2 separate regions of the Anser cygnoides genome follow, and region 1 is linked to region 2. A link is a contact called in public Hi-C data. All regions are on one chromosome and are shown on one strand. The core of a region is the stretch at or near the end of the contact, and the rest is flanking DNA. Distances in the headings are between cores, read along the strand shown.

Region 1 (4,714 bases), core at 1,778-4,277, 67 kb after region 2:
TGTGTAGATATCTATAGGTGATGTCTCCAAGGAGGAGGAAAGAACCCCAAACCATTCATGCTTTTTCATGCTTGTTGTGCCTTGAACTCCTGACTGATCTTTTCTCTAAAATTTCTCTTGCAGTGTATGTTCACATTTCCATCCGTCGAATATACTAAGCTTTCTTTTGAATTTTCTTCACGAAATAATAGTGTGAGATGGGCTCTCCCTGAAGTTAACTGTCTGAGCTCATTAAAGCTGGAGACCTAACTAATCTTCTTTGTAGGTCAAACGGACTTCAGTGCAGGTAGTCTGTACAATGTGTGTTGTCCAGGGTCCCTTCAGTGGCATTATTTGATTAACTGTAACTTATTTATTTAAAAAGTCTCATTAAATGTGCTTTCTTTATGGAAGTAGCAGTGGAATAAGCATTTCTAAACCAGAACAGGTTAATGTTTCTAGTCTCATCAGATTGTTTAACTTCAGGAAAACTTAGGGTGTAGACTATATAGCAAGACACTGAAATAAAATCTGTTGTTTTGGAGAATGACAATAAGGGCTAATGTTAAAGTTGGATCTAGGAACAGAACTGTAAAGAGTATTTTTTTTTTTTATTTATTTAGGGGATGCTGAAAGCACCTCAGTGTTTTCTTTCTTAAGTTTCCTTTGGTTAACATTACAATTGACAGGCTGGGTGTATGAACCTGTAGTACTTAATAGAAAATGTGTGTTTACTAGAACAAGTTAATGTTTATTTTGATGTTTGTTAATCTGTAGAGTTAACTATCTGTGTAGTTATCTCACCATCCCTGGGGGTGTTTAAGGAAAGGTTGGACCTTGTGCTTAGGGACATGGTTTAGTGGGTGACATTGGTAGGGGTATGGTTGGCCCAGATGATCTTGAAGGTCTTTTCCAACCTTAATGATTCTGTGATTCCATATTTTACTGCTATAAGCAGCTAAGTCAGAAGCTGCAGATAGAATCACAGGTAGTAAAACAGATCTTACTATTCATATTCAAATACAAGCAAGCTTGGTATCAAGACAGTTGTACCAGGAAGGAAATGAAACTCCTTTCTCTGCACCGCTCCCTGCCGCATGCATTGCAGGGTTTTATTGGCTAGGCTCAATCTGAAGCTTGTGTCTCTGCCCAGTATTTTATAACATCAAGCAAAATTTCTGCTGAAAGCAGATACCCTATTTGATGGCTTGCTAGCCTGACTTGATATGTCAAATCTAGTGTTGCAATTGTTTTGTTGTTGACTAGAAATCCTACTTTTATCTTTATGGCATTCTTTTCCCTTATGTTGCCAGCAATTCAGTCTTTGATTACGGGGATTTCACTGCTCTCAGATGTGAAATGAATGAAGTCCTGTTCTCTCTGTTAACTTGCTGTTTAATAGCACTGACCCTAGCAAGGCCTGTAACTCTCAATTCGGGCTTGTAGAGATGACTTGCAGGCAGTCCAGCACCGGCTTTGTGCAGGTCCACTTGCCAAGACTCAGTGCAGGTGACGCGTACTTGCACCAAATACGCTGGGAAGATGGGGCTGGAAAGTGGTAAGGGGTCGTGCTGCATGCAAGACTGCTGTCTTGTGTCTGTGCTTTTGCTCATATAAAGTAATTCTAACCTACGTTGCTAACACCTAGATATGTGTAATGCTGATTTGCCCAGTAATCAGGGCTTTACTTCATTTCAAATCAAGTTTCAGTAATAGACTCAACCCCATATTCAACCACAAACTGAAAAGGCGAAAAAGGGAAACAATGTCAAAATTAGGGAGCGCTGTTGCTAATAACACGCAGTTCTGCCTTCCTTTTCTCCTTGCTTTCTCTTAAATAGCAGCTTCAGGTGGCCTGTGGAGTTTGAGCCTACGTTTGTTCTTGTCTGAATGAACCTGGAGCCAAACTGAAAAATTACCTCCTCGCAGATCTTTGCAGCACAGTGCAGTTGTTTGAAGGACATTTATGATATGATTTAAAAAAAAAAAAAATCTTAAATTTTTGTATGAAATGGCCCGAAAAACTGTCATTAAAAACGGTGGCGTAATTTTAGGATTTTTTTTTTGTCTAATGTATGTCGAATATTACAGTTTTAAATCAAGGAAATGCCCTTGAAGTGGCTTTTCACTCACCCGTGAAGACATGGGTGAAAGTGGTGTTGATTTTAAAAAAAAAAAACTTAGTTTGTAGCTTCTTATAAATTAAATTATTAAAATATTTTTGGGGTTTCATCTGCCTACTGTTTTTATGTGATAACCATGAGGACTGGGTTCTTCCCTCTGCTGTTAGCCCACTCTTCCCAAAAGCCTGGCAGCTTTTCCTGGGTCTTCAGTGCCACAAAGAGCTTCTCCTCATCTCCTCACCAGGTGAGGGTGTGCGCTCATTTAGGCTGGTTCTTGAGGAGCTGGAGAACAGCATAGTGGGAAGCCTTAAGCAGAGTTTTTCTGCACAATGCTTCTGGCACATCAGTTAATTTAGCACAGATCTGAAAGGTGTTTATCTGGTGTGAATCTGTGGTATCGGTGCAGTGAGTTGTCTTGACCTTCAGGACAGCCTGATACTGGCAACAGCTGATGAGTTGATTAAAAAAAAAAAGAAGTCTGCACTTTACCAACTGGGCTTACATTTAATGATATATTCTGTGGCTCTGTGAGTATGTGGCTCATAAAAGTGGTTTGAGATGCAGGGGCTCAACATTATGGAGATGACCAAAGCTTGAAGTTGATTTTTTCAATCTGATCCTTATATATGTGGGCTTCATTAAACTATTGAGATATTTCCCTGAATTAGCTTGGCCAGGTATACTGCAGCCTCTGTCTCTGTAAAGGATTTGTCGAGGGCATCTTGCACGCTTTAGAGCACGGGTAGAGCTGTGTCAGCGGCACACAAAAGGAAAGAATTCAATTCTTGCTGCATCATTGCTGCACTCCACTTGGCCTTGAGGCTACTTCTGAGAAAGCAAGCAGTTAAAGTTTAACTCCACATCCTGTTGATCCACTGCTTCTTTCAAATGGTTGGAAGCAGACAGATAGCGGAGGCAGCTAATCATTAACAGTCCCTTCAACCTCCAAGCTCAACTTTGCTTCTGGAGTTAGCTGGCATGTTCCCTAGCACTTAGTTGCAGTGGCAGAGGGGTTTAGCTTAAATTTGCTTCCTAAAGAAAACATGTGCTTCTGGAAGGGCTGGCTTTCCTCTTCTCCAAATCAGTACAGTGCTGGACTTCTTCCTTCTGGATGATGTCTAGGAGTGAGAATCCCATCCCCATTTCCAAAACCTTAGATTACACCACACAGTTGTTTCAGAATGAACCCAGTGTATTTGAAGCTGGTCTGCGTGTTCCCTGGTGCATGTTAACCTGTGCGAACCCAAGCCTGTTTGCCACATTTTGCTTCTCGTCATCTCTGAAGTGTAGAATTAGGTCTCGTGTATGAAATGGCAAGCCACCTACTGCTGAGCCGTCCCCTTACCACATCCAAGTGGGCACCAGCTCACAGCTGCAGGTGCCAGCTGTGGCCAGGGCTCAGGATGGCCTGGTTTGGCTGTTACCTGGTGTGTTTGGCTTGTCTCACTTGGGAATTAGCTGTTGTCTGGCTGGACAGCTATGCTATCCTCCTAGAAACGGCTTTTTCTTCTTTTTGGAAGTGAAAAAATCAAGGCTCTGTTGCCTATGACTAAACGATAAACTTCCACATCACCATCAAGCAAATTAATACAAATACAAAAATGAACAACTATTGCGCTTTGTATTGTCTGCTGAGCACGCAACAATTCACATGCATTGTTATGTGCAAAGCATATGTTTGGAGCCTTGGCTTTGCACAGGGCAAAACACCACCTTGCTTTTCTAGTGTACCAGATGTGGGAAGTAAGAGCTGCAGTCTCGTTTGCTTTGAGCAGCAAATCTCTTATTCTCTGCTCTAGTAATTTATGGAATTCATTGTTCATTGCAGGGAGGAAAAGTCAGTCTTCATGAGCCACCTGCTAGGAAAAGATGCATGTTTTTGTTCTGTGAAGAGCTTTGGTTTTTTTCTTTGCCATCAACATTAAGAGAACTTTTAGTATAAAGATGCATTTTTGTCCACACTGAACAAAAATTAATTTATTAGTAGCAACAGATTCTGCTCATAAGAGTGAAGTAAAAATATGAATTTCAGTGTGCACAGTAGCATTTTAAAACGTCCTCTTTTAAGACCCTGTAGTGTGTGCCTTAAGATAACATTCTCTGTGGCATCCCGTGTTGTTTAGGTGACTTTGAAATGTTTATTTTTTACCTGTGCAGTCCTCATGTATTAAAAATGTGAGGAGTTGCACCTTAGAGTTCTGCAAGATAGTTTGAGGCATTGCATGTGAGTGGCTCACTGAACAAAAGGGTCCAAGTTGTACAGAGGTATTGGAAGAGAGATGATCTAAGAATGTGTAGCAGAATACTCAAATAATGGCTCTTGATCTTGCTGAAAGCCAACTAAAAGACAGCACTAACACATTTCAGTCTCTAAAAGGAAAAGAACAAATAATAGCTTGAGTTGAAGAAACACAGGTAGTCTTGTTCTTAAGTCTTTGCTCTGTCTTCTGTGAAATCGGCTTCCAGAACGAACGTGGGTGCAGTGGCTGATGTATTTGATACTGATGTAATGACAAATGCTTCATGTCTAGGGTTGTCTAATTTAGAAAGGTGCTTTTTTTTTTTTTTTTTCCACCCTGACTGGCATTTTTTCAGGGTATGAGTATTTAGAA
Region 2 (4,871 bases), core at 214-2,713:
AAGTATCTCACAAGGTTAGTATTTCTGCCTGAAGATAGCCTGCAGTTTGTTACAGCCTGATTCACAGCAGTACAGTTGGAGTCAGGGAAAAACACCTTCAGCTAGCTGGAGTCAGCCCCACTGACAATATTTACTTTACAGAGAGCACACGCTTCAGATCAAATTGAAGGGACTATAACCTTTACAACTGCTAACGTCAGAATCCACAATTAGCAAAAGAGTAATAAGTAACAAAGAGCAAGCCTCCTTTCACTTAGTTTAAAGGGACAGATTCAGCTTGGAGTAAACACAGTATGTCACAAGCCATTTTGATGTTACAAGCAGTAACTTACTGAAAGGCTACAGAATTTAAAAAAAGGCACTTTTTAGTTGTTTATTTCGATATTTGACAGGACTTTCAATAACAGTTTGACTGTTCCTCCTGGTTTTGTTTTCTCTCCTTCGTGAAGCAAACACTTGTAGAGACAGGAAATGTAAACACAGAGCTGCAATAATTGGCAGAGGAGATTCACACCTACTCCGCTGGGTTAATTATTTCGAGGTTGGATTCCAGTCATTAGGGGCTGCTTACAGTGACCTTTATCTTGGTACCCCAACAAACCCGGTTTTACAGAAATACTTATTTTACAGAAATAAGTAATGATGCAATTAGTGATTTATTTTTTTTTTTAGAATTATTAATGAAAGGATAAGAGCTGGTTCTTCACTCTACCGCTTCACTAACTTTGAACAGGGGGAACTGATGACAACCCCGAAGCCGTCAAAGCAACTTTAGGATTTAAGCAGGCGAAGGCCCCTCCCGCAGGGAGCTGAGGACCCCTCCTTCAGGAGGAACTTTTGGGGCGAGCTCGGGAGCCCCAAACCCGCGTTTCTCCAGGCAGGGGGGGAGCGATAAGAGCAGGGCCACCTCCTGCTGACCCCCAGCGCCCCGTCCCGTCCCCCCCGGTGCCAGCGAGGCCCCGGCCGCCCCCAGGCCGCTCTCACCGTTTTTGGGCAGGCTCTGGATCACCTTCACGGCCGCCTCGAACCTGGTGGCGTGCACCGAGCCGGTCTCCGCCATCTCCCCGTCCCGTTCCCGACCGCCTGCCTCCTCCTCCTGCTGCTGCTGCCGCTGCTCAGCCTCCTTCGCCGGGCCGCCTGCAGCACGGGAGAGGGGCAGGGAGGCTCCGGGCCCTGCGCCGCCACCCCACCGCCCCCCGGCGGCAGCGGGACGGGGTGCCCGGCCCGGCCCGGCCCGGCCCGGCCCGGCCCTCCCCTGCCCCGCTCCCCTCGGTCTGGGCGCAGCTCAGCCCACCCGCGGCCCGGCCCAGCCTGGCCCCGCAGCCCACCCCTACCTCCCTGCCGGCCTCAGGCGCCCATGTTACGCCTTCCCCTCCCTTCGCACCGCCCCGAGGCCTCCAGGGGGCTCGCTGGGAAACGTAGTCCGCGGCCTCCCCGCTCCCTGCTCGGCCCTTTCCTTCCTCCTCACGCCGGGGCTGAGGATCAGCGCCCGGGCGGCCTCCGAGGGATGCCTCCGGCGGAGCCCCGGGGCCTGAGGCGTTGGGTCTTAGCCTAGTTGAAGGGCTGCCCCTCAGGAGACTGTTTTCTCCTTTATTTTTACCTCAATTAGGTTTATTTTTCACTCGTTTCTTTATCCTCTCTTCCTACCCTTTCTCTTCCTTGCTTGTTACATTATACTAAGATTTCAAAAGGTGCCATGCCCCTGTTGTACAGCACTGACCCAGTACCCAGTATCGTCCCCAGTATCTTCAGGAGATTCCTGAAGATAGGAATTGCAAACAGGATTCCCCACCGCCGTGGCACTGCTTTGCTGCGTCCCCCCTCTCCTCACAGCTGCCCTCTCACCCACACCTGCTCCCACATAATCCACCTAAGTGTGAATTCACTCTAGCCACATATTTATTGTTATTATTTAATAGCAGTAATGACTCCTATTTACATTAAAATTTTAGGAATGGGATTTTAAAAACCTAGAACCCTGGAAATAACTATTGCCATGGCATTCAGAGATGAGGGTGAATGCCATTTCAGCGCTCAGTAGCTAAATAAATGAATGGCCTCATTCAGAAGTGCTGTGCATCCAGCGCATGAAATCAGACAAAAGTATGCTAAAACTACTTTGTAGCAAGTGGAATAATTTACCCAGTGAGCCTCAGGATGAATTAATAGCCCCTTTAGATGGAATTGAGTACAAAATCTTGGCATTCAAGTCAGTTCATTTATCTGGTACACAACATATATTTTAAATTCCTCTTAAGGCAGTTGTGTACTCACAGTATATGCCCTCTGGTGGGAAAGAAAAGCTCCACAGAGAGGGAATTACAGCAGATCAGACTGTGCTCTGCTGAGCTAGTGCATTCCACAAGGTCAGCAGCCAGCTGGCCCGGGAGAGCTTTACTGGCGAGAAGCTTACGCTTCCAGAGGTGTTCAAATAGGATTCCCCACACTGGGTAAATGACAAACCCATGTTATGAACATCGCCGCAGCACTCATATGAATGTTACAGATGAATTTCCCTGAATTTTTCAAGTGCTAGATTTCTGAAGCCCTTGTGAGCTTTATACTAAGATCCATCTTCTTTATATCCATGAAGGTAGGAATGACAGAAGCTCAGATCAAAGGGAAGTGTTTGTTTGAAGATAAGTGGGTCCCTGTATAAATATGGATTTTTTGAAAATGCAAAGAGTTAATTGCAAAATAAATAAATAAATAAATACATGGCCTCTTGTGAGGCCAGCTGGTGTATAAATTCTATTTACCTAAGAAAATCTATAATGACATTTGCCATTTAATTGTTTTAAGAGAGATGAAGTCTGCATTTTTATAACGAATGTTCCCAGTCTTTCACTGGAAGTAAGCTTTAAAAGAGATGCAAATGACAACCTATTTAATGGCTGTGTGCAAAAACAGAAGCTGCCATCTTTGCACCGAAGATGTGTGAGAGTGTGAGATCTGCAGATCTAGAATGAGGCACTTGAAAATGAAGTAACCCAAAATAATCAGTACCATCACGCTCTGAGACAAGGATGAAATAGTAAATGAGAGGCAAATTATAAGCGCTGGTGAGCCTGCGAGAATATATCACAAACGACTAGTTAATTTAAATGCTCATACATAATACTAATCAGCATGCCATTAGCTGTCCTTATATATGCATATTGCATTCTCATTGTATTGACTTCCATGTAGGGTTAATACAGGTAATAAAGGAGAGCCTCTCATCTCTTGCAGACAGCGAGGAACAAATCTGGAACTTTTTCTTGGGCCAAGGATCTAGACTCCATTATTGTGGGAACAGCATTATAAGATGTTCCTCTGTTGTCTGCTGGGTACTTATTGGGAATGACCTAAAGTTTGTAAGATCTACTTATAATCTATGTGTTGAAGTGGATTGTGTTTCTGTCACTCTGCAAAAGTGGCCTCCAAAACAGTCATAAGTATGACCATCTTTTTTTTTTTAATTATTATTTTTTATTTTTGATCCAGTATATGAGAAGCTAAACGCTGGGAACTGTGATAGAAAGACTGACCAGAGATGCCCATCATTTGAGGTGTGAGAGGAGAAACCAGAGTACTCTGCTACCAGCGTGGTTTGGCAGTGAGCGTTATGTGTGACACTTGACATGTCTGTATACCTTCCTATCCTCACCCTTCTCTTCAGCTGGTGTTTCACAGACTGTTCAAGGAGAGAATGTGAATTGCTAATATGAGGCATTTCTGGCAATGCTGAGACATAAAATCCTACATGGAAACATGCTGTTGTAGTGCCCAAAGGAGTACACTTAGAGGATGTCTGGAAAATGCAGACAAGTGTGATCCTGAGTGTAACCTTGGACCTACTCTTCACAGATGGATTAGGGATGGTTATTGAGTCCAGTGATGTCCAGTGAGCACAGGACTGTCTATCAAAGTCTGATCTGTTGAGCTCCTTTACAATCCTCATTCTGTGCCATGTGTAAGCTGGAACCGCCCCTTTGTGTTCTTCTTCTTTGTATCCCAGGTCTGATTTAATTTTCTGGCAGTTGCTTCCAGTGGCGAGCTACATCCCAGTCCAGCTTGAAGAGCACCTTCATTTTACTTGGTGGACAGAGGAGTCAGTATAATTATGCAAGTGAAAAGCAGCAACTGGAACCAATTATGCCTATTGCTCCCTCAAGGGTCTGAATCACGGCAGTGTATTTCACAGAAATATTTTTAAATGATTCTTAAGAAACTAGACCATAGTCTCATATTCATTAAAAGCAAGTTCTGTAAGATCCAAGAGCATGTAATTTTAGCAAAGATTACTTTTTGAGGTATGTAATCCAGGAGGGAGGGAGAATGAATTATTTAAAACCTAATAGTCATAATTATGAAGAACTAAATTAGCATTAAAATTTCTAAGTTAAATCTACATGCTTATGAAGAATGGAAAGATGTTATCTAAGACAGACGTTTTCGTAAGGAGTATTCTACGTTGTTCACAGGAGAAAGGCTAATGTATCAGTTGACATTTGCTACAGGATTTCTTAATGAAATCATGAAGGATATTTGTGTCAAAATCAACAGCTCTGGAGAAAGGGAACTATTTGCGTACCATGAATATGGCAAAAACAGTAGTTGAAGTTTGTCCACCCACGTAGGCTAATCCCTGTTCTTCAGGAAAAGCCCCTTGGGAAAAAGGCTAGCTTGAAATGAGCAAGAATGCCTTTGGGGATGGAAGTTTTCTTGTGCCGCTCAGATACACCCATTAATAACTCAGATAGAAATACCAATTCATTTCACAGTTGAGGATTAAATAATGGAATTATTTTTAACCATTAGGCTGCTTTGCCTAAGGATTAGGCTCCATGTTGTCAAAGGGGTTAAAGGTAATATATCCAATTTTAAAT

The links. A called contact is a pair of places that touch in the nucleus more often than the background predicts.
Region 1: a Hi-C map of liver shows a contact between it and region 2, with 4 times the contacts expected there. The contact joins the enhancer-like site here to the promoter of ACBD5 in region 2. A contact is called at or near these places in 2 of 7 Hi-C or Micro-C datasets (both in liver).

The regions. Positions count from the first base shown.
Region 1 is chr2:17,930,609-17,935,322 of Taihu_goose_T2T_genome, forward strand. All of the region lies in intron 2 of ABI1 (abl interactor 1), which reads left to right. Among named protein-coding and RNA genes, the nearest start is that of ABI1, 45 kb to the left of the region's middle. Within about 2 kb of position 3,028, at least 3 of the 3 cell types and tissues checked have open chromatin away from gene starts, as enhancers often do. A contact at or near this core is called in liver, where this site is marked.
Region 2 is chr2:17,865,420-17,870,290 of Taihu_goose_T2T_genome, forward strand. ACBD5 (acyl-CoA binding domain containing 5) reads right to left here and starts at 1,464. Exons shown (of 14, transcript XM_048048473.2): 1 at 1,335-1,464; 2 at 985-1,137. The coding sequence starts at 1,060.